Regions from separate parts of the Macaca mulatta genome. Here region 1 is linked to region 2. Evidence: chromatin contacts called from public Hi-C data. All regions are on one chromosome and are shown on one strand. The core of a region is the stretch at or near the end of the contact, and the rest is flanking DNA. Distances in the headings are between cores, read along the strand shown.

What was found. A called contact is a pair of places that touch in the nucleus more often than the background predicts.
Region 1: a Hi-C map of cortical neurons shows a contact between it and region 2, with 2.6 times the contacts expected there. The contact joins the promoter of CDPF1 here to the promoter of GTSE1 in region 2. A contact is called at or near these places in 2 of 14 Hi-C or Micro-C datasets (cortical neurons and liver).

The regions. Positions count from the first base shown.
Region 1 is chr10:5,228,076-5,234,491 of T2T-MMU8v2.0, reverse strand. It overlaps CDPF1 (cysteine rich DPF motif domain containing 1), which reads right to left and starts at 1,796. Exons shown (of 3, transcript NM_001194500.2): 1 at 1,684-1,796; 2 at 620-731. The coding sequence starts at 1,796. It overlaps PKDREJ (polycystin family receptor for egg jelly), which reads right to left. Exons shown (of 1, transcript XM_001110678.5): 1 at 6,082-6,416.
Region 2 is chr10:5,174,499-5,180,407 of T2T-MMU8v2.0, reverse strand. GTSE1 (G2 and S-phase expressed 1) reads left to right here and starts at 1,526. Exons shown (of 12, transcript XM_001110798.5): 1 at 1,526-1,569; 2 at 2,018-2,117. The coding sequence starts at 2,039. TTC38 (tetratricopeptide repeat domain 38) reads left to right here. Exons shown (of 15, transcript XR_003719826.2): 15 at 627-1,364.

The sequences.
Region 1 (6,416 bases), core at 547-3,046, 54 kb before region 2:
AGGGACTTCTCAGACTCCAGGGTCACTCTGAGTACACTGGTCACGCTGGAAAAGCCACACTGCTCCACTTCCATCCGTCCTTGGGTTTTCAGCTACCCAGGTGAACCTGGCCCACCCAGCCTCTCTGAAGCTCAGTTCCCTCATCTATAAAATGGGTGGAATATAATACTGCTTTACCTAACTAAGTTAGGGGCAGGACTGAATGAAGCCTCCGCAGGAAAACAGGTCCCAAGCACAGGACCTGGCACACAACAAGTGCTCAAGAAAGGACAGTCCCTTCTCCTGGGAGATCCCTCCAAGAACATCTAGAAAGTAAGTCACCATCCTGGTGAGAGGGAGCACAAGGACTGTCTGCACGGTTGGTGGGAAGGAGAGGAACCCTGAGGGGCCACTGGGGTGGGTGCAGAGCCACCAAGAACCGACTTCCATTCCTACACCAGGCTGAAACCCTCTAACTGACCCTAGCTTGCCCTCTCACCTCTCCCTTTCATCAGCTGGGGGGCCCCATCTATAATGGGGTGAACCAGCTGGTCCCTCCCTCTCAGTCCTCCCTACCCAGTGAGAGCTCCAGGATAACCACAGCAAGGACAGGCGGCCCCAGCCCACGCTGCTTACCTACCGGGCCCACACACACCAGCCTGCTGCACAAACTGCAGCGCGAGCCGAGGACCACGAATCTGTCCTTGTGGGAGGTGAAGGGATCCTTCATGACATAGCTTTCCTCCAGGAGGCTGCAGGAGAGTGATGCCAGCGTCAGAACAACCCAAATCTCTGCTGTCGGAAAATCAGCCATGAGCTATGGCCGGGCAGCAGCCGCCTGGACCTCCGCAGGGCCTGTACACCTGCGTGGGCTCATCAGGGCAGGAGACTAGGCCACCCGTGCTGCAGGGCAGTGACAGAAAGGATCAGCAATTGGGGGCCACACTGGCATTGAAATTGAACCTGCTCTCACCTCTGTAACAGCTATGGTAGAGAGAACCCCTTGTTTTCAGCCAAAAGCAGGGCTGCTGCAACGTGGGTCCCCAGACCCTGACTGGTTCACTGGGGTGCGGGCACAAGGCCGCCATCTGAATACCCCAGGCCTCCCTACCCCCAAGCCACACCCTCACAGCCGCTGGCAGCCAGCTGGCCTCACGCTACACATCACAATGAGACCACAGGGTGACATGATGACACTCAGGCTCCTGGTCAGCAGAGGGACCACAGCCAGAAGGAAAAAGCCATGCTCCCCGCCGCCCCACTGCATCCCATGTGAGTAACACACTGGCCGGCTTTCCAACAAAGTGGCATTTGATGAAGGACAAGCTGGAGGTCAAGAGATAAGCCCCTGGACCCACTGGCTCTAGTCCAGTCTGCAAGGGAGAAACGCCTCCCATTACAGTGTCACGGCAAGGGCGCAGCCCCAAAGTGGGAGGCCACCATAGGTCCCCCAGCTGCTGAGCTGCTCCCCCACAGCTAGAGCAGGTGTTGGACTCTGGGCGAGGGTGTGGAGGAAGGTTCTGGAAGAGTCAGACCCCAAGCCTTGCCCAGGCCTCCAGAGATTACACCGGAAGCATCCAGAGCCTGGCCAGGCTGGGGCCTAAAGCTCCACACCCGAGCCAGTTGTCAGACCTAGGCGTAGCACCCACCAACCAGCACTGGGCACAGGCCTCCCGGGCTCTGGCCCAAAAGGCATGGACTCACACCATCGACTGCGTGTTGGGGGGTTTCTGTCCCACATAGCTGTACGGAGCTGTCAAGGCACAGAGTTCACACTCAAACACTCCCAGAGGCCGGCACTCTGCATGGGACGCCATCTGCAAGATCAAGAGATGGGTTGTCCCTGGGTCACAGGCTTTCTCAGAAATCCTGCACCTTTCCCAGCTATGAAGACCCTAATGATATAGTCCTAGGAGTTTCCTGCCTCCCCACCGTACCCTTCTCTCTATACCCAGCTGAAACAGGTTTTCACCGGTGCCCAGAGTGACAGGATTTGCTGTCCATATTCCAGTGGTTTAAGGTTTTTGTACTAGAGAGAAGGATCCAGACAGCATCCAGCCAGAGCAGCCATCTCTTCCTCCAGGTCTGCACCACAGTAAAAGCTTTCTAGTCTCCCGCTCTGCCCCATTCTTAACCACAAGCCCCCAGTGAGTGCTGGTGGAGAAGAGGCCAGAGTGGGTGCAAACTCTCCTGTTTCTGCTGCTCCCAGCTGCTCTATGCCCTCACACTAGTCCACACGTGGTATACAGCATTTCATTAAAACTGTTTTCTTATCTGCTTGTATGGAACCCCCTTCTCATGTTCATGGTTGGGTCTTGGAGGCCTCTCTTTCCTTAGATTTCTGGCTAAATGGCTGCCATCTGATGGGTTCATCAAAAGTTACGATTTTGCTGATTACCCAGTTCCTTGACTATGGAATCAAGTAGGACATTATCAGCTGGCCCCTAGCTCTTGGCTGTGAACTCCCCTCGCCTGAACTGAGCGTGGTGTATAAAGGCATATCAAATGCGATGGGATTCTCCGCTGGGTGACCCCAGATGCAACTCCAGGAAGCATGGGTTGCCAATGACTTTAAAAGTTACAATCTTCGGCCGGGCGCGGTGGCTCAAGCCTGTAATCCCAGCACTTTGGGAGGCCGAGACGGGCGGATCACAAGGTCAGGAGATCGAGACCATCCTGGCTAACACGGCGAAACCCCGTCTCTACTAAAAACACAAAAAATTAGCCGGGCGAGGTGGCGGCGCCTGTGGTCCCAGCTACTCGGGAGGCTGAGGCAGGAGAATGGCGGGAACCCGGGAGGCGGAGCTTGCAGTGAGCTGAGATCTGGCCACTGCACTCCAGCCTGGGCGACAGAGCGAGACTCCGTCTCAAAAAAAAAAAAAAAAAAAAAAAAAAAGTTACAATCTTCCCAGGCGCGGTTGCTCATGCCTGTAATCCCAGCACTCTGGGAGGCAGAGGCGGGCGGATTACCTAAGGTCAGGAGTTCGAGATCAACCTGGCCAGAATGGTGAAACCCCATCTCTACTAGAAGTACAAAAATTAGCCGAGCATAGTGGTGGGCGCCTGCAATCCCAGCTACTTAGGAAGCTGAGGCAGGGGTATCACCTGAACCCAGGAGGCGGAAGTTACAGTGAGCAGAGATTGTGCCACTGAACTCCAGCTGGACTACAGAGCGAAACTCCTTCTCGGCTGCGGTGAGCCGAGATCGCGCCACTGCATTCCAGCCCGGGCGACAGAGTGAGACTCTGTCTCAAAACAAAACAAAACAAAAGTTACGATCCCGTCGCGGGTGTGCGTGAACCTGATCCCGCTTCTCTTCTGCACACCGGGGCGTCCTAAGCCCCGGCCGAGGCTCCTGAGGGCGGCGCCTGTGAGCAGGGACGGCTGAGTTGGTCCGGGGGTTGCTGCTGGTCCCCGCGAGCCTCCGCGTGCCCTCTCTCGCCCCAGCGCTGCCTGAGGTCAGGGGGGACAGTTCCGCGAGGCCCACACCCCGCTCCTCGGTGCCGTCCCCAAAGCTAAGAGCTGCAGAGCCGACCCCTGGCGCTTAGAACCCAGCAGGCCACGCCGGCGCGGAACTCAGTCCCGGCGAGCGGGAGGCGCCCTGAAGCAGCGCAGAGCCGACCCACAGCGCGCTCGCCCCCCCCAGGCCGCCTCCTGGAACTCACCACCGCCAGCGCCGCACGGCTTCGCGTCCAACGCGCCTGCGCGGCCCCACCCCACGGCGGCCCGACCAACCCCGGTGCAGTCGTAGACGCAGACGCAGGCGCGGAGCGGCAGGCAGGACCTCGAGGTGGTTTTCCGCCTCCGCCTTGCTTTTCTGGTAGGGCGGTCCCCTGCGCTGTTTCTGGCTCTAAGTTTCGAGGCCGTCTGCGGGGCTGGGCTCCGTGCTGAGGGCCATCGCGTCTGGCCGTGCGCTGCGGGAGCGCGCAGGCCTGGCCTGCTGTCCTGGCCGCTGCGAGGCGCTCAGCTTCTTTCTGAGTGTTCCACCGGGTTCGACAGGGTCGAGGTCGCCGGCGCGAGGCCCCCGGATAGCTGAGGGGCGCGAGGGCGCCTCCAGTCTCCCACCCGCTCTCCGGCGCTGCGGGCTAGGCTGCCCGTCTATCCCACGGGACGTCTGCCCCCGTACGCAGGAGGGGATGTGTCGGCCAAACCGGGGTCTCAGGACCTATCCTTGCTCCTCCAAAGCCCACGTGGCCTGCGGCGCCCCTCGGGTCTGCGCCGCGTTCTCCTTTAGCCTCCCGGGCCTCTCTGCTGCCCCTCGCCCCCAGGCACCAGGCACACCTGCTTGCCTCTGTTCCCGCCCGTGGCCTCTGACACACCGTGCCCTAGACCCAAAATGCCCGCCCTACTCCTGGAGCCTCCGGTGTGTGAGAGGCACCTTTCCCTGGGGCCAGGGGCCCGGACTCTGAAACCGGGCTGGCTTTGCCTGTGAGCCCCAGTCCTCCCAGCTGGAGTCCCTCGCCCCCGCTGCAGCGGGCCTTCACCTGTGCTTTGGGGACGACAGGGTGGCCGCCCTCCTTCCCCCAAAGATTTGAGGGTTTTGCTCCACGCGGGAGGTCTGCCTGTGCCAGCAGCCCGCAGCCTTTCACATGCTGTTGCGTTACAGGGCCCTCTGTGACCTTTCCCTATGTCGAGGGGTGCTTCGTCTCTGTTCCTGAGAGACCAGAATTTATTCTTGGCTTGTCAAGACACACTTGTAGGAACGCTGCCAAGTTGCAGCAGGCTGGGGTCTGGGACTTGCTCCTTTGGCGAATTGCGAAGTAAGGATGTAGAAGGCATTTTAGCAGTAATGGAAACCAGAACCACTCTTAGACCTGGGCAAGAGGGGCCCCAGGAATTAGCAAGCAATTAGCAAGCAGCTGGATTTCGATGACCTCCACTGTGCTTAGTGCAATGGCATTCGATTCGTTGGATCGTTTCAAAGGTGACATACTAGGTTGTTTTTGTTTTGGTTTCTAGGAACATCTTGAAGCATTTTGAATTTGACCTGTGACTACCCTCAGATACAATGATGGTAACTACCCCATAAGTGCCGTTAAAGCAATTTGACTTATGTTAGACAGGTTAACATTAGATGCATTAGAAGAGTTAAGTGAAATAGTGGGCAGCATTCAAAGAGCAAATCGTGGTCTTTGGCAGAAAACAGTTAATTTTGTATTTGAGCTGTCCAGTTATTACAATTAGAAAAAACTTTAAACTTTAAACCCAGAAAAAACTGGGTCTCGAGCTCCCTCATTCTGTAGTTCAGTGGGCAAGTGCATTTGACCCGACTGCAACCAGCCTCTATCAGTAAAAAGTAATCATGTGGACACCTGCTGACCCTTTTTCTCAATCCATTCAGAAGTCAGGTGGTTAAGAGAGGCACTATCTCAAGAACATGTGCCCCAGTCGGAAGCAGTGGGCCAGTGTGGGCCAGGCCACTCCCATGGCCTTCCCACCAGGGAAGTTAGAAAATCCCCATCTGACCTCCTTTTTTGTTGTTTGTTTTGAGATAGAGTCTCGCCCTGTTGCCCAGTCTGGAGTGCAGTGGCGAGATCTCGGCTCACTGCAACCTCTGTCTCCTGGGTTCAGGTGATTCTCCTACCTCAGTCTCTTGAGTACCTGTGACTACAGGCGCCCACCACCATACCCGGCTAATATTTGTATTTTTAGTAGATACAGGGTTTCGCCATGTTGGCCAGGCTGGTCTTGAACTCCTGACCTCAAGTGATCCACCCACCTCAGCCTCCCAAAGTGCTGGGATTACAGGTGTGAGCCACTGCGCCCAGCCCCCATGTGACCTTCTGACCCTTGCTAACTGTGTGAGGCCTTGGGTGAATCATGAGACCTTTTCATCTTCCCACCTGGCAACAAGTGAGACAGAACTACATTCTGCCCAGGTCTAGGCGTCCCCTCGAAGGAAACGACGAAAGGAGTCTATGTGTGTCTGCAGGGGCCTAGTGTGGTATGGCTATTTCAGTGCAGCTGAAGATGACAGGGACACCGAAGTGGGTACAAAGCAGCCACCCATCTCATTTGGTTGTCCCCCTTTTCTAGGCCTCCACTTTGAGGGCAGGAGCTATATGTGTATATGCCCCTCGCACAGAAATCACTGCAAGGCTCAAAGAAGAAATCTCACATTTAATTCTGATAAAGCCTAGTGGCATCTACATAAATGAACATGCTTCTGAGTGAAAATAGTACAGCTACCGGCCCTTGTTTCCCTGAAGTGATAAACCACATTTTCCTTATTCCTAAATAGTCTGGCACACCATAAATAACCAAATGCCCAAATCCTAGATGCATATGTTGCTATATTCAACATATAGACATATTTCAATGTGAACCCATATACACCTTTTTGTTGTTTAACAAAACATGTGTCTTGGTCAGAAAATGTTACTGAATTTTACTTTAACTACCAGTAGCTTTAAGAATAAATGAGAAGCACCACTTCT
Region 2 (5,909 bases), core at 277-2,776:
GCCCTCACGACCCAATTACTTCCCACCAGGCCCCACTTCCAACATTGGGATCACATTTCAACATGAGATTTGGAGGGGACACACATCCAAACTACAGCAAATCCTATCAGGGGCAGAAATGAATCTGCCATAGATAGGCCACACCTACTATATGTTGATATGATACAGGGAGAGGAGTATCAGGAATGAATATTGGGGATCCCTCTGCCATTCTCCCAGCAGACATCCCCAGGATGAGCTGAGGGGAATGCAATGAGCAGGCCAAACTCTTTCCAAGCTGTTTGACCACACCCACCTACCCCAGCACTCTGTCCCTGCCTGGTGCCCTGTGCTGGGCTGGGTGAGGCTGGGGAGACTGGTGAGTGAGGGCTGCCCTGCCCTTTATGAGCCCACAGTCTTCTAGTGAATGAACACAGCAACATGGAGTGATTGGTGTGGATGATGCAAAACCAGGGACATGGGACCCAGAGGTGGCCTCAGCCAGCCTGGAAGGCCTCTACCTTGGGTCCCCCACGCCCCCCCCCCCACCGTGGCTGCTTGCTGGACAGCTCTCCCCGCAGCCTGCCCCAAGTAAACAGCTTATCTTCGTCCCTGAGAATGGTGCTCTCGATTTCCATCCTTTCCAGAGCGGGTCCTCCCAGGCTCCTCTTCCTGCATCCTCCTCCATCCATCAGTCATGGATAATCAGAGCTCCCGCTTAGTGACACTTTGCCGTGGGTGGAGCCCCTCATTTGATCCTCAAGCCCCCGAGGTGGGTATTATACTTCGTTCGCAGGCAAAGGCTCAAGTGAGGTCAGCCTTAAGTTGCTGCCCACTGACCCGTCTACCAGTCCTGTCCTTGCGTCTCCATGGCTCAGGTCAGGGTTATCCTATCTGCTTCCCATCCTCTCCAACACATGGATTCCCCAAGGCAGGCTCCATCACCGGGCCCCAGCCCCTGGCTCTCTCCTCCAGCGCAGCTCCCCAACCGGCCTGTAAAACCCAGGACAGGCTCCCGTCAGGTTCTCGGCCGTCCTCAGGCCGTGGCAGTTGGGGAAGCCCGCCAAGGGCGACGGTTCCCCTCCGGCCCCACAGGCTGTGCAGCTCCGGCCATGAGTCTCCCTCTGGTCGCTGGGTCAGCCGGCGCCCCTGTGCGCGCCTCGGGCAGGGACCCCGCCTTTTCATTACTTGTTAGTAACAGCTGGCGCGCGCTGCTTCACAGCAGGTGGGTGAGCCTACTTTTAGTCTTCCCATGGAAACCCTTAGGTGGCAGTTTTAACTTTCTCCCTACACACAAGGAACTGCTATATATGGTTCCGGCTTGACGCGGATAGCTAGGTGACACGTAGCGGCCAGGCCGGGCAGACTTCCGTGTGGATGCGCCCTGGTGCCGTGCGGAGCCAATCGCTGTGCTGGAGTAGTGCGCATGCGCCCTGGACGCTTCTTACCAGCGTCCCGACTACAATACCCAGGATGCACCGGGCCCGCCGCCTCTCGGAGCCCTTTTCAAACCGACCAATCGGCAGCCCGCGTCGCCCGGCGCCGCGTTTAAATCCGTGCCGGAGGCGCGTCCTGCATCGGCCGCTTTGGGTAAGGTGGGGTCAGAGTCGGGGGCGAGGCTTTCGCGGTGGGCCAGGTGCGGCGCGGTGCCCGCTGTTCCCTGGACGGGTAGGGGCCGCGCGCCGCCAGGAGCCGGGCCTGGGCTCGAGCAGGGGTCACCGGGGCCCCTCGCGCTGTGGTCGGGGATGCCAGGAGGTCCAGGGCTGCCCCCCAGGCAACCAGAGCCCTCAGCACTCTGGCCCACGAGCCGAGAATTCCGTTATCTCGTCCGATAGCGTTCGGGCTGACTCCCGGCCTGGCAGCACCCGACCCCTGGGGTCCCCTGGGATGCGATCATTTCAGAGCGGCCTCCGCGCCGCCTCTTCCAGACCTGGCCGCGGCCTTCAGCTCTCTCTGCCCCTGTATGCCGAGGGCTGAAGGAACCAGGAGCTCTGGGCCCTGACATGCACTCACCTTCTGGCCCCGTTCCACCCTGCAGTGACTTCTGACAACTCTCTCCATGGAAGGAGGCGGCGGCCGTGATGAGCCTTCAGCCTGCCGGGCAGGGGATGCGAACATGGATAACCCTAAGAAGGAAGGCAAGTCCTAGCTGCTGCAACGCTGTTGTTGTTCAGGACGTTCAGTAGCGATGGAGGTTGATTTAATGTTTCCTTGAGACATTCTTTCTTTCTCAAGTGCTCGTCTGTACTCACTCTGCACCTGTGAGACACATGACATTTGCTTTTATTTTCTGGTTTTCTTTCACCTCCTCCCCATTTTAAGTTTCATCACAGCCAGGATTCTCATCAGTTTTATTTAGCGCAGTGCCCCCATGCCCTGAACAGTACCTGACACTTTGTGGGCGCTCAAATGTTTATTGTATTGAATTCGATGTTTCCTTTTTTGTTTGTCGCTGGTTTCTGTTTGCTAAGACTTGTTTAGGATCTTTGAGACCATGTTAATGAGTGAGCCTGGCCCAAAACTCCTTTCTTCTTGTGTGTTTGTCCGGTTTGGGTATCAAGGTGAGGGTACGGCTTCACAGAATGAGTTACAGGCCACACCCTCTTTTTCTCTGAAAGAGTTTTTTTGTTTTTGTTTTTGTTTTTGAGACTGAGTCTCGCTCTGTCGCCCAGGCTGGAGTGCAGTGGCCGGATCTCAGCTCACTGCAAGCTCCGCCTCCCGGGTTTACGCCATTCTCCTGCCTCAGCCTCCGGAGTAGCTGGGACTACAGGCGCCTGCCACCACACCCAGCTAGCTAGTTTTTTGTATTTTTTAGTAGAGATGGGGTTTCACCGTGTTAGCCAGGATGGTCTCGATCTCCTGACCTCGTGATCCGCCCATCTCGGCCTCCCAAAGTGCTGGGATTACAGGCTTGAGCCACCGCGCCCGGCTTCTGAAAGCGTTTTTATGTATTTATTTATTTATTGACGGAGTTTTCGCTCTGTCACCCAGGCTGGAGTGCAAAGGCGTGATCTGTACTCACTACAACCTCTGCCTCCTGAGTTGAAGGGATTCTCCTCCCTCGGCCTCCCTAGTAACTAGGATTACAGGTACCCGCTGCCACACCTGGCTAGTTTTTGTAATTTTAGCAGAGACGGGGTTTTGCCATGTTGCCCAGGCTGGTCTTGAATTCCTGAGCTCAGGCAATCTGCCTGCCTCAGCCTCCCAAAGTGCTAGGATTATAGGTGTGAGCCACCTCACCCAGCCTCACAAAGCATTTTGACATCGCTTTATCCTTCGGTTCTCACACTACCCAGGGATCCTTTCTTTTTGAGACTGAGTCTCATGCTGCCTACCAGGCTGGAGTGCAATGGCATGATCTTGGCTCACTGCATCCTCTGCCTCTCAGGTTCAAGTGATTCTCCTGCCTCAGCCTCCGGAGTAGCTGGAATTACAGGCACCCGCCACCATGCCTGTCTGATTTTTGTTTTTTTAGTAGAGATGGGGTTTTACCATATTGGCCAGGCTGGTCTCAAACTCCTGATCCACCTTCCTGGGCCTTGCAAAGTACTGGGATTACAGGGGTGAACCACCGCTCCTGGCCCCAAGCATCCTCAATGCCTCCATTTTGCAGGAACTTTAAAGGATACTTTACAAGATAAAGGAGACTTTACAAATCAATGTTGCATCTTCTTCATGTCTAGAAAGGCGCTTGCCTATGCACCCCTCTCCTCCTTCCTGTCATGTGCCCTTCCTTTCAAATATGTCCCTTCCACATGCATACTGCACCCCCTGCTCCTTCTTGAGGCCTTCCCCACTTCCGTTGACCTGGCTTCATTTCCTTACTTTTCCCCTGTCCACTGGATCATGCTCATCCACATACAGATATGTTCCCTTGTCTCACTTGTTGCCACGTGTCCTCCGTTAGCTCTCCATTGCTGTGTTTCTCCTTCCAAGCCAAACTTCGAGAGCTTTCTCACTTTTGTTCTGCCATTTTTTTCCACCTCTCAATCCCTCCTGTTCCGGCTTCCATCCTTACCACTCCATTCAAGCTGCTTTCATCAGTCGCTGACGACTTTCACATTGCCAAATCTCTTGTCATTTTTCTATCTTCAGTCAGCTTTTCAGTAACATTCGTCCTTATGGAAACTTCCCTTGCTTGGAGTCCAAGGCGCTCTTGGTTTTCCTCCTGCCTCTCTGGCTGGCGTATCTCGTCTCTGTGTGGGCTCCTCCTCCTCTGCCATCTTCTGAGGCTGATTTCCCCAAGACCTGCTCTGGGACAGCTTTGTGCTTTCGACCTCAGCATTCCCATGGCTGCACAGCACATCTGCTGTCTGTGGCGCCCAAGTTTTGTGTTGAGCGCAGCCTCTCCTCTGAGCTCTGGGCTTATATATTCACCTGCCTATTTGGTGTCTTCACACACACGTCTCATCTCAAACTCGGCATACCCCGTCTGCATCCACACGCCCTGTTCTTACCTATTTTATTTCTCCATTTCACCCAGCTGTCCAAACTGAGAACCTCCTACATTCATGCCATCACCAGCTACCATCATCTCCACCTTCAGAATATATCCTGGATCTGTCTACAGACTCTCCATCTACATCCAGATGCTGCTCTCTGGGTCTCAGCCATGCTGTCTCACCCGCTCCTACTTATATATGATTCCCATTGGCTAGTATGTTCATTTGTAATGCTTCCTTTCAGATACACTTTCTATACAGAAACGTTACCTTTTTAAAACACAAGTTAGATTATAAAGCTCTTCTCTTTTTTTTCTTTCTTTCTTTTTTTTTTTTTTTTTTTGAGACAGTCTCACTGTCGGCCAGGCAGAAGTGCAATGGCGCCATCTTGGCTTACTACAACCTCCACCTCTTGGATTCAAGCGATTCTCCTGCCTCAGCCTCCCAAGTACCTGGGACTACAGGCACCCGCCACCACACCCGGCTAATTTTTTTTTGTATTTTTAGTAGAGATGGGATTTCACCATGTTAGCCAGGATGGTCTTGATCTCCTGACCTTGTGATCCACCCACCTGGGCCTCCCAAAGTGCTGGGATTACAGGCGTGAGCCACTGCACCCAGAATTTTTTTTTTTTTTTTTTTGAGATGGAGTCTCGTTCTGTCACCAGGCTGGAGTGCAGTGGCACGATCTTGGCTCACTGCAACCTCTGTCTCCTGGGTTCAAGTGATTCTCCTGCCTCAGCCTCCCGAGTAGCTGAGATTACAGGCATGTGCCACCACGCGTGACTAATTTTTGTATTTTTAGTAGAGACGGCATTTCACTATGTTGGTCAGGATGGTCTCGAACTCCTGACCTCAAGTGATCCACCTGCCTCAGCCTCCCACTGTACTGGGATTACAGGCGTGAGCCACCACACCAGGCCTAAAGCTCTTTTCTTAAAGCCCTGTAATAGTTTCCTGTCCCATTTTGGAGAAAATGAAAGCCCCTTGCCGTGGCTTGCAAACCCTCTGTGATCTGAGCCAACTTGTGTTTTCACCTCTTCCAGCCACTCTGACTTCTTCTGACCCCTTCATCTCACACACGCACTTTGGTGTTTTCTCAGAGGTGTTCCCACCTCTACATATCTCTCACCGCACTGCCTGGGGCACCCTCCAGGGCAGGCTGCATGTACCCCAAGTCTGCCTGGCACCTGGTGGAGGATGTGGTCTGTTGTGGGTGCTCACGTGTTTGCAGGCTGAGCAAGTCAGCCAGCCCGGGGCCCCTTGGAGCCAGTCACAGAGTCTGGAGCAGAAGACTGCTTCCCTGAGTTCTAGTCCTGGATTCTTTTTCCACGCCAGACAGTTGGAAGTTTCTGAAATTGACTTCCTAATTCAGAGGTGTAAAAAGTGAAACGTCTCCCTCTCTATATCTCTTAGTCACTTAGTTGCCCCCTCCAAGGGCCATCGATGTCATCAGTCTCTTGGGTGTCCTTCCAGACACAATCTGTG